4 separate regions of the Zea mays genome follow, and all the other regions are linked to region 2. A link is a contact called in public Hi-C data. All regions are on one chromosome and are shown on one strand. The core of a region is the stretch at or near the end of the contact, and the rest is flanking DNA. Distances in the headings are between cores, read along the strand shown. Region 1 holds the start of LOC100274526. Region 2 holds the start of LOC103641314 (U-box domain-containing protein 8). Region 3 holds the start of LOC103641187 ((E)-beta-farnesene synthase-like). Region 4 holds the start of LOC103641317 (protein CHROMATIN REMODELING 35).

The links. A called contact is a pair of places that touch in the nucleus more often than the background predicts.
Region 1: a Hi-C map of leaf shows a contact between it and region 2, with 5 times the contacts expected there. The contact joins the promoter of LOC100274526 here to the promoter of LOC103641314 in region 2. A contact is called at or near these places in 3 of 25 Hi-C or Micro-C datasets (ear, leaf and tassel).
Region 3: a contact with region 2 is called in a Hi-C map of ear, with 1.8 times the contacts expected there. The contact joins the promoter of LOC103641187 here to the promoter of LOC103641314 in region 2. A contact is called at or near these places in 3 of 25 Hi-C or Micro-C datasets (ear, leaf and tassel).
Region 4: a Hi-C map of leaf shows a contact between it and region 2, with 9 times the contacts expected there. The contact joins the promoter of LOC103641317 here to the promoter of LOC103641314 in region 2. A contact is called at or near these places in 5 of 25 Hi-C or Micro-C datasets (ear, endosperm, leaf and 1 more).

Annotation. Positions count from the first base shown.
Region 1 is chr10:85,114,160-85,116,859 of Zm-B73-REFERENCE-NAM-5.0, forward strand. LOC100274526 reads left to right here and starts at 1,433. Exons shown (of 2, transcript NM_001148883.1): 1 at 1,433-1,954; 2 at 2,072-2,509. The coding sequence starts at 1,662. The coding sequence ends at 2,129.
Region 2 is chr10:84,948,317-84,951,016 of Zm-B73-REFERENCE-NAM-5.0, forward strand. It overlaps LOC103641314 (U-box domain-containing protein 8), which reads left to right and starts at 1,422. Exons shown (of 1, transcript XM_008664662.4): 1 at 1,422-2,700. The coding sequence starts at 1,702.
Region 3 is chr10:84,749,431-84,752,130 of Zm-B73-REFERENCE-NAM-5.0, forward strand. LOC103641187 ((E)-beta-farnesene synthase-like) reads right to left here and starts at 1,256. Exons shown (of 7, transcript NM_001364649.1): 1 at 1,093-1,256; 2 at 741-1,014; 3 at 289-658; 4 at 1-53. The coding sequence starts at 1,218.
Region 4 is chr10:85,189,187-85,192,028 of Zm-B73-REFERENCE-NAM-5.0, forward strand. LOC103641317 (protein CHROMATIN REMODELING 35) reads left to right here and starts at 1,550. Exons shown (of 6, transcript XM_008664665.4): 1 at 1,550-2,116; 2 at 2,523-2,842. The coding sequence starts at 2,089.

The sequences.
Region 1 (2,700 bases), core at 183-2,682, 170 kb after region 2:
TCATGTAGACGCTTCCACTGTTCCGTCCGTGGTCTGGAACCCACAACATGGACAGACAGGCTTCGTCGTTGGCGCCGGTGTGAAGAGTCGAGGATTGCCACATGAGCGCCTTTCAGGGGGTCGTGCAAGATCAGACATATATGGGCCAGAATCTCAGATGATATATATGGGCAGCGAGATCCAAGTGACGGCGAGAGGTGCCCGGCGCCGCAGGCAAAGCACCTCGTCCACCTACGCCGCGTGGCCACGCGATCGCGCTGCTATTCATATCCAAATCTTAAATTAAATGGGAGGTTTTGAATGCGTCAACAGTGACATGAACCAAACCAAACCAAAATGAGACAGCGACATATAGCAAATGCATAGCATAGGTGTAGCTCAAGCTAATCCACACTTTCTCCAGCAGGTACTCTAAATTTTAGAGGAGTTTCTCAACCTTTATGTTTTCGACAGCGTTTTCTAAACGGTTCTCTAAATATAAATGATGTTATTGGATCTTCTATATATATATATATATATATATATATATATATATATATATATATATATATATATATATATATATATATATATATATAGCATGTGTCAGTTATAGAGATCCATGTGTCAGCATGCGTAATACCCTAACGGTAAGCACGAAAGCGAAGAAGATTATACAAGCTCGGACATGTTGATGCTTAAGAGCGTTTAGGACCTCCTTGACAATAATAAGGCTGATCAAGAAAGTGTGGCACATGTACGTACAACGTTGGTGCAAAAGATCATAGAGTTCACCGCATTTAATTAGATTGTGCAATGTATGATTCATCGTAACCATCTGCACACAACATCAATATCAAGGTGTTTAAATTGTATAGTTCTAAATTTTCGCGTGGTTGATACATTAGATCATGCACTGTCCAAAGTAACATCATCACGCACCTTTTATGATGATGAAACATGATCAGCAAGCACAGATGCAACACACACCTTTTATGATAGAACATGTTCACTCATATACAGTTAGAACACACCAGAGGTCTAGCATTGACACGATACTGACGAAACATGTGCTACTGATGACCTACTACACACATCGATGAATATAATGGGATGCACGGTCCCACCGAACGCCCATGTTAATTATGGGCCCCACACGGGTCCACATTTAACACTGTTTGCGTCATACGTTTAAGAAAACAAAGCACCTACATATTCACATTTTACATAAATAAAAAATAAATATAGTTTTGCCCTGTCCGGCACGCCATCCATCGTCTTCGACCTTCGTTGCTGCCACTAACCCAGCAGATTTTAGACGTACTCCCAAAACCGCCCCTGCCGGCTCTACAGGATCCCAGGGTATTTCGGTCATCTTACCCCTATCAGAACTCTATAAAGCAGCACCCGAAATCGTGATATCCCCTCACACACACACTGACCGACACAGCAGCTCCGCTCGTCGATCAGCTCTCGGCTGACCACTCACCGCCAGTGGGTGCCTGCCGACCAGGTCTCGCCACCGCCGCCGCCGCCGCGGTAGAGAGGGGAGGGAGAGGGAGAGGGAGAAAAAACTGGCCCAGATCGAGAGGTACAGCACGAAAAAGAGAGGCAAGAGAGATAGGGGACCGGAGGGCGGCGGGCCGGGGCCCAAGACCGAGGGGCTCGTGCGCAGGAAGCTGATGAGGCTCCTGTCGCTCGTCCCCTTCGGCTGCCGTGCTGGACCCATCGACGACGCGCCGCCGCCCGTGGACCACGCTGCCGCCGCCGCCGCGAGGAGGCGCCGGAGGAGGAGGGCCAACAGAGCCGCCCAGCTGCTGGGGGCTGCTGCGGGTGCGCCGCAGCAGTGGCGCCCCTCGCTCGGCGACATCTGCGAGGAGTACAGCAGCAGCACCGACGCCGTCAAGGTCAGGAAGGCGGCGTCCTGGGACCTCGCCCGGGCGCTGCCCCGCGCGCACGGTGGCAAGCAGTACCGGTACTTATCTATCTATCTATTTATATACCTGTCAGAGATTGTCACTGTGTCATGTCTCTACGTATGTACGTCTAATCTGCCGAGAACGACATGATATGCATGGTTGTACACACACAGGCACCTTGAGAGCGCGTCGTCCCTGCCAGCGTTCGCGCCGACGGCGTTCCTGTTCTGATCATGGCGTCGGCGACGGCGGCGACTCGTCGTCATCCACGAGGACGACGACGGCGGTGAAGACAATAAGAACCAACCAAAACCACTACGCGAAGCATATATACAGATTACTGTCAACGTATTGTAGAACCAAGGATCTATGTATAAATATATGTGTGCGTCCATATCATCATCGGACCGGAATAAAGCTAGCAATCTCTCTTCTTCACGATCGAGAGATAGCGCGCGTGCGTGTAATTAAGTATTATAGATGCATGTATGATGCATGCGTGTGTGTATCTATATATCATGTGATGGTTTGTATATGAGCTAGCTATAGCTAGAGTCGTGTAATAGTATACTACAAACTAAGCTAATACAATATCCAAGTTTGCTATATTCAAGATTAGCAGTCTCAATGAGAGGAGAGAAGGAGATGACAATACTTTATTCAGGTAGCTACACTAAGCACTGGCTAAATGGGTCTGTTTAAGTCACTCATATACTTGGTTGTGTGTTTGAGCCCCATAGCTACATATTTTTTTGCTAAATTATATAATATACTCAGATAGACCAACGTGCCACCGGCCCGG
Region 2 (2,700 bases), core at 172-2,671:
AACGAATTTTAGAAGACAAATCCACCCGCTCTACGCGCTAGCGAGTATGTTAAAAGCTTCTTTTGTCAGTTTCGAAATGGAAACGGACACACATATTAGAGGGAAGATAGTCGCGGCTCTACAATGGTGGGTATGTTAGGGATTCTGTTATCGACTTTAGTATGAAAAACAGGAGGACACATTTGCGCACAACTTGAAAAGATAGAATAAAGCCACAGTTTTTGCGCTAGTGAGTATGCTAAAAGCCCTTTCTCGACCTTAGGTCAAAAACGGATATTGATTTGATTGAAAGATAGGTATGACGTTGTACTAGAGTACGCTAGAAGTTACTTTAGTAACTTCGATGCAAAAAACAGACGAATGTATCTATGGACTATTTAGAAAGATAAGGCAACTGTTTCACGCCAATAAATAGGTATGACGTTGTACTAGAGTACGCTAGAAGTTACTTTAGTAACTTCAACGCAAAAACATACGAATGTATCTATGGACTATTTAGAAAGATAGGCAATAGTTTCAACCACATATCTTATCATTAATACATAGATCCTCCAACTCATTAATACCAGCCAAAACACACACAATTTCGATGCTATGGTACCATCGGTCGATGGCTAACATTTAGATAGCATCTCACGATCCTTCGCCGACTAGGCGACAAGAGATATGTTTTTTTTGGATTATTCTCTTTGAAGGTCGATTCGGCGTGGCTCGGTCGGAATTGCGAAAGGAAACAGTTTCGATGTTTGCTAAAATAGTTGATGTTAGGGTTTACTCGGCCATTGACTTGTGTGACAATAGGTAATGCAAGACATGCTCCACCTAACCTTCCTACACTCTAGTCACGGCTCTAACGAGTATGCTCGAAGCTTTTGTTTTACCAACCCTAACATGGAAACGGGTGAATGTATTGCCAAATAACGAAGTTTAGAAGACAAATCCACCCGCTCTACGCGCTAGCGAGTACGCTAAAATCTTCTTTGTCAGCTGCGGAATGGAAACAGATACACATATTAGGGGAAGATAGTCACGACTCTACAATGATGGGTATGTTAGAGGTTCTGTTATCGACTTTAGTATGAAAAAGAGGAGGACACATTTACGCGCAACTTGAAAATATAGAATAAAGCCACGGTTTTGGTTTTGCGCTAGCGAGTATGCTAAAAGCCCCTTTCTCATCCTTATATTGAAAACGGATATTGATAATATTGAAAGATAAGTACGGAATTGTACTAAAGAGTATGCTAGAAGTTACTTTAGTAACTCGCGAATACGGACGGACGAATGTATCTATAGACTATTTAGAAAGATAAGTCAATGGTTTCGCGCCAATAAATATGATATAAGATTTTTTATAATTTAAAGTAAAAATGGATAATATGAGAAGATAGCACGATTCCACAATAATGTAAATATACAAATATACAGAATTCATTGCACGCGAGACTTGCATAGCGTGTGACTGTGTGAGAGACTGAGAGTGATAGCACACTTAAGCTCACCGGGTGGTCTCCCCACTCGCTCCCACGGCAGCCCGTTTCCGTCCACCGGAAGTGCCGGCCTTTCCCCACTCGCTCTCGCTCCCAACCTCCTCTTCTTCTTCGTCTTCGGCCTCCTCCAGGACTGAGTCCCACACGCTTCGCATTCCACCCGCCCCCTTTTCGCGTGAACGCGCCGGCGCCGCGGATCCTGCCGTCACGAATGGAGGCGTGGCCGGACGATTTCCGCTGCCCCATCACGCTGGAGGTCATGACGGACCCGGTCATCCTTCCCTCCGGCCACACCTTCGAGCGCCGCAGCATCCAGAGCTGGCTCGACGGGGGGCACCTCACCTGCCCCGTCACCAACCTCCCGCTGCCGCCCTCCCCGCCGCTCATCCCCAACCACGCGCTGCGCCGCCTCATAGCCGCCGTCTCGCCTTCCGCGGCGGCGTCTCTCGTCCCTGCGGAGGGAGGGGCGCACGCGAGGCAAGAAGCGGTGTCGGCGGCGGCGGCGGTGCCAGCCCGGCCCGCGTCGCCCGTGCCGGCGCTGCTGAGGCTGGCCAAGTCCGGCGCCGCAGGGCGGAAGGAGGTGCTGGAGTCCGGCAGCGCGGCGGTGCTGCTGCGGCACGCGGAGGCCGGGGACGAGGCGGCGGCCAGGGCGCTGCTGCACCTCAGCCTGGACGGTGACGACACGCGCGTGGGCCTCGTGGCGGACGGCGCCGTGGACGCGCTCTCCGCCGCGGTGTCCCGCGGCGGCGCGGCGGCGGCGTCCGCGGCCACGGCGCTGACCAGCCTCGCCACCGTGGACGTGAACAAGTGCACCATCGGGGCGCACCCCTCGGCCATCCCGGCGCTGGCGGGGCTCCTCCGCCGCGGCGGGCCGCGGGAGCGCCGCGAGGCCGCCACGGCGCTCTACGAGCTCTGCAAGCTGCCGGAGAACCGGCGCCGCGCGGTGCGCGAGGGCGCGGCGCCCGCGCTCGCCGACTTCGCCGCCGCCGGCTCCGCGCGCGCCGTCGAGGTGCTCGGCCTCCTCGCCCGGTGCCGGGAGGGGCGGCAGGAGCTGTGCAGGGTCCCCGGCGTCGTGTCCGTGCTCACGGGCGCCGCCGGGAGCGGCAACGCGCGCGCAATCGAGCAGGCCCTGCTCGTCCTCAACTGGATTTGCTCCGAGAGCAACGAGTTGGCGCTGGAAGCAATCAAGCTGCAGGCTTTCGACCTCTGC
Region 3 (2,700 bases), core at 6-2,505, 200 kb before region 2:
ATCTGTCCCGCGTGAAGCGCATATCTATATGTGATTGGAAATCCTTCCACCATCTATATATACATTAGTGAGTAAAATCTCTATTTTTATTACTACCCTCCATTCTCGAATATTTGTCGTTCGCTAGTATATTTTTGAACTAAACCACGACAATAAAAAAAACGGGAGGGAGTACTATTTAAATTTAGTGGGTTTAGCAAACCCGTCAACATTAATTATTACTGTTTGTTAATAATAATCAAGCAAACATCAGTGTGACGACGATACTGTGATGCGTAGTTTGCTTACACTGTAAGTTCTTTCAGTTCATCACAGTAGATAGCTTGCGAGATGTTGTAGTCCAGCTTGGCGAACTCTAGTATGGTCCCATCTCGCCCGCCCTTCTTCTCGTACGCGGAGATGTAGCGCCTCGCCTCCACTCGCTTCACCCGCCTGAACCGAGGCGTCTCCAAAGCGCACCTCACCTCCTCGGCAAGCTCTGGCTCCAGGTTCTTCTCCTCCAGCAGGGATTGCAGGCGGCTCTTGCTCCAAGCGATGATGTCGTCAAGAATCTCCTCCCCGTGAGTTCTCGTATGAGCAGCGTCATACAGCATGAGCAAGCAGCTGGCATCGTCGCTCGAGACGCTCCCGCGCTCGTCCCTGAATTTCTCGAACACATCTGTGTCGCTCGTCCACGTACTATTTGAACATTCATTCATTCAAAGTTTAAAGGAAGGAACTGTGTTTTGCCTTCGTATTACCTGAAGAGGTTGTATACCCATGCTTCCTGAGCAAGTAGAACCGCAGCGAGGTGAGGTAGAGATCGTCGGAGCCGCCTCCATCCTTGTCGCCGTCGTCGTAGACAGAGCGAAGCAACTGGTCGATCTCCTCGTAGTAGCGGTAGTCCACCCCGAGACGCTGCAGCGTGTCCACAAGCTCCAACTTCCGAAGCAGGTTGGAGGAGGCCATTGTTTCCTGTATGATCTGCCTCACCTGTTGCTCCTTGACCTTTGCCCTCTCCTTCATCGACAAGAGCTGCGACAGAACAAGACGTTGAAAGTAGATGCGGCCACCCCATGACGTAGACAGAGCAGCATGTATGTATGTATTTACCTGTGACGGAGTGCATGGGGTGTGGTGGAGGAAGAAGTCACCCCATGGGCTCGGGGTGTAGGTCCGTGGCTTGCGCTGCGGCGCCTGTGGCTGTGAAGCCAGAGGGACGGGGACGCTGGTGGTCATCTCTGTTCTGTTCTCTGGACGGTTAGCTGCTGGTGCCGAAGCAGAGGATGGGCTCTATAGAGCTCGGTCCATCTGCTGGCTTTATATAGATCGGGTTTTTTTTGAGTTGGTGTCCTTAGTTTTGCTGATGTCTTTATTTTTATCCTTATTTATATTTTTTTATTAGTTTTGTTCTTCCAGTCTATGAAATAGAAGAGTAAAACTAAGAAAAAAATACGGCTTAGGGTAGAAATGAGGAAGGTCGCAAAACTAAGGGTACGAAATTAAATTTGTAAAGTTGTTTATGGTCTCATGCCGCCTGATGCTATAGCTAGTGTTGGGGGTCTTCCTCTTTCGAAGGCTCAGGCTAGAATGAAGAAACAAGCAGATCAACATCGTTCTGAGCGTTCCTTTGCAATTGGGGATTGAGTATACTTAAAACTACAGCCCTATGCTCAATCATCTGTGATGTCGCGAGCTCACCACAAGCTGAGTTTCAAGTACATACACCCATTGGTTCGTGTCTCACAATTGAAGCTTGCTGCTGATTTTAAAGGAACAGCTTCCCAACGCTTCGGGCGTCACTTCCAGAGCGCCGTGTGCCAATTCGTGTGCTGCAAACTCGTGACCTGTCCAAGAGTAACCGTCTGGTGCAGCAAGTCCTGGTGGAATGGTCTGGGCTTCCACTTGAACTTGCAACATGGGAGGACCAGGAGGCGCTTCGTCAGTGCTTTCCATTTGCATCTGCTTGGGGAACCGAGGAGTGTCACCAACCAGGGAGACGTGGCTGAGATAGGGACATCATACAAGCAAGATGGTGCGACTCCGGATGAGATACATCACACAGCAAAGCAGACTCGTCCCGTCCGTCGTCCTTACAGGCGTGTGTGTGGGCGGCGTGTGTGTGGGCCTGACTGGCTGTAGTGTGTGATTGCGGCCTCCTGGTGGCTGGTACTATCTAGAAACAGAACTCTGATAATCGAGTCCTATCCTACCTGCCTCCCTTATCCCCTCTACTGCTCCTTCCTACCTACGCTAATATATTAGGGCATATACAGTGGTGTTTAATGTAGGGGCTCTTAAGGTGTTTTAGGGGGGTTATTTGCAAAATAATCTTAGAGCCGTCTCTCCGTGAAGAGACGCCTCTGGCTCGTAAACCAAGTAACAACAGACGCCTCACTTCCCACTGTACGAATTTGTCGTCTGTTCTATCGATCTGATGCTATACAAATACATTTAATTCTGTATTTATTAATAGACTACGTTTATAGATACTCCATTGTACAATAAAGTCTCTTAGTTGTCTCCTGTGCTTGGAGAACCGTTTTGGTGTCTCTCCACTGTACATGCCCTTAGGCTAACTAACAAATCATTTTCGTTGCAACAGCGTGTGAATGCGAGCGCGGAGAGAGCATGGTGACGAGAGAGAATGCATACATATAGGCCATGGAAGGAACTGGTCCTTTTTTATGCGGCTGCATTCAGGCACGTGACGTGACCCCA
Region 4 (2,842 bases), core at 300-2,799, 240 kb after region 2:
TTTTACCGAGGTATCCGGAACCGCGCAAGGTTCTGACTAATCCTCGTTGGTGCCCCTACGCAAAGGGAAGCCCACACGAGGGCCAAGCACCTCGGTCGAGTAACTCCGTAGAGAGCCGCGGGCCTTCTCCACGCGCAAGTGGTGCTCCGCTTCCGGCTCCTCTCGGACGCTCCCGCCGTCTCCACTATCGAGCTTTCGGCCGAAACGCCGTGGGCCTCGTTCCCTCCGGTACACGGTGGCAGCCGTGACACAAACGCGGTTGTCACGGTCTCGCAAGACTCTCGCCCCACTCGGTACAATTACAACGGCTCACGCAAGAGCCGAGGGGTTGTGTGGTTTGTCTAAACTCACTCAACTAACTAGGATTCACCTAGAGCAAGCGCTAGAGCGGTCTAACTAACTTAAGCACTTCGCAAAGCACATACGCTAATCACCGAGTGATTCTATTAAGCACTTGGGTGTAAGAGCACTTGGGAATGTCTACAATATTGCTTGGTATGTTGCTTGGGCTCCCACACTTGAGAATGGCCGGTTGGGGGTGTATTTATAGCCCCCAACACAATTGTAGCCGTTGGAGAAAAGCTGCTGCTCTCTGCGGCACACTGGACAGTCCGGTGGTGCACCGGACAGCGCACTGTAGCATGTCCGGTGCGCCTAGCCGTTGCCCTGTCTGACCCCCTGTCATAGCAGGTGACCGTTGGCGCCGCAGGCTTTCCACACCGGACAGTCCGGTGGTCTTCTCTTCGGGTGCCACCTGGAACTAGTCGTTGGGCTGCTGTTCCCAGGTGCACCGGACAGTCCGGCGTGTGGGCACCGGACAGTCCGGCGTGTGGGCACCGTACAGTCCGGTGCTCCACGCACAGACAGTCCGCAGGCAGCACGCCTCCATTTCTTGGACTTCTCTTATATCTTCTTAATGTCTTCTTTTGAGGTGTTGCTTTCCTCAATTCCTTAGTCCAAGTACTTCTTGCATCCTGTGAACTATAATCATAAACACTAGGAAACTTGTTAGTCCACAGATTGTGTTAATCATCAAACACCAAAACTTACTTAGCCAAATGGCACGGGGTCCATTTTCCTTACAACATGTTTAAATATTGTATTTCAAAAGCAGGTATAAAAGTTCGGTAGTTTAACAACCTTAATCATTGGTGGCAGCAGCGTGAGTGAGGGGAGGGGGAAGAGGAAGGGATGAGAGATAAGGATGATTCAAATAATATTGTCTATTTGGATTCGAGTGAGTAATGGAGGTGTGTTATTAGCGATCTGAATCGTTGGTTTTGATTGTGTGTTAAATTTAGGTGTAATTTGTTTAGTGGATTTAGTGGGGTTATAAGTATGGAGTGATTTGATTGAGTGGGTTGATGGATTATATAGTGGTATAGATAAAGTTGAAGGATCAGATCAAATTAGCATCAGTCTCTATTTCTATTTATTTTGGATTAATATTAATTAAATGTTCAAATAAATAGTGGAAAACATTTGGATCGTGCGCAGTTGCCGAGTGCCTAGTCTCTCCTTCATTGTCTCTGCCAGCCCGGGCCCGCGAGGCGCGAGAGAGTCCCTTACCTCCCGTCTGCAAGCAGGAGGCATGGGCTCCTTTCGCCCCGAATCGGGAATCGGGCGTCCCGGGCCCTTCTCCTTCCTCGCTGTCGGCCCGCCCAGATGATGCGCACAGCCACCCCGATGACACATGGCACACGGCGGGGCCCAGATGATGCTCAGTCTCTCTACTGATATACTCCTCACCTTGCTCCCCCATTCCTCTGTCTCTGTGTGTGTAACTAACTGTATATGCAGCCACTCTCTCCTGTCATCCTGTGTCCTCGTCCTTTCCACCCAAAATCCCCGATCCTCGAATCGATTAAACCCTAAGCGGCATGGCGGGTAGCGACTACTGCCGGCCGGCAGTGCGCCCGCGCGACTTCTGAGCCACCGGAAGCCGCCCTTGTCCCGGCTCCACTGTCGCGTGCCCCATCCAACACTGGGGGAGTGGGAGTTCAGAGCCGCAAACGCTCAGGGCAACCGGGAGGACGGGAAGGTGTGGCCGCAACCGCAAGACGCAGGCAAGAGGCAATCAACTCACCGATGTCTCAGTCACCGGGAGGACGGGAAGGTATGTTTAGCACGATGTTGATCAGGACCAACCAACATGTCTTAGTTTTTTTTATGTGTGTGTGTGTGTTTGTCTACATCGTAGAGCTTTGACAAATGCAGAAGCCTAGATCGACTGGTTTGAGGTCTCTGTCCTGGGAACACCCGATATTGGAAAACCCTGGCTCGAAGCCACCTAGTCGCGCGATCGTTTCTCATCTCTGTTTCCTCTACAATCTGTTCGTCCGTGCAAATAGGCCATTGTGGATGCACAGTTTATGATCCTACTATCGCTTTCTGTATGTAGTCGTCAACTCATCATCAGGAATTGAGTCCACCGATGCTAGAATGTTGGGCTAGGTTGGATTCTTATTCCCCGCCTTTTCCTAGTCTCTTCTGATACAGTAACCACCTTCCTGTATTTGTAGGCATATATTACAGCAGGCAGAGGAAACCTTCGGAACGCAACGGCAGTGTATTTACACCCATAGCTGCAATGTATCCCAGCGGTCACGCACTTCCTGATGCAAACAGGAACCACAGTTTGGTATTTGGCGGTACGAGCAAGGACTGGGACAACATCCGTCAGTTCATTGCTAGTCTGGAACGCGCCTCTGAAAACTCCTCTGCGATAGCCAGCAAAACCGGAGGTGGCAAATCGACCAACCATTCCGTGGAGCCAGCCGAACAAAAAGGAAAGGGTGACATAATAGTTCTCGATTCAGATGATGAGGATGGAGATGGAAAC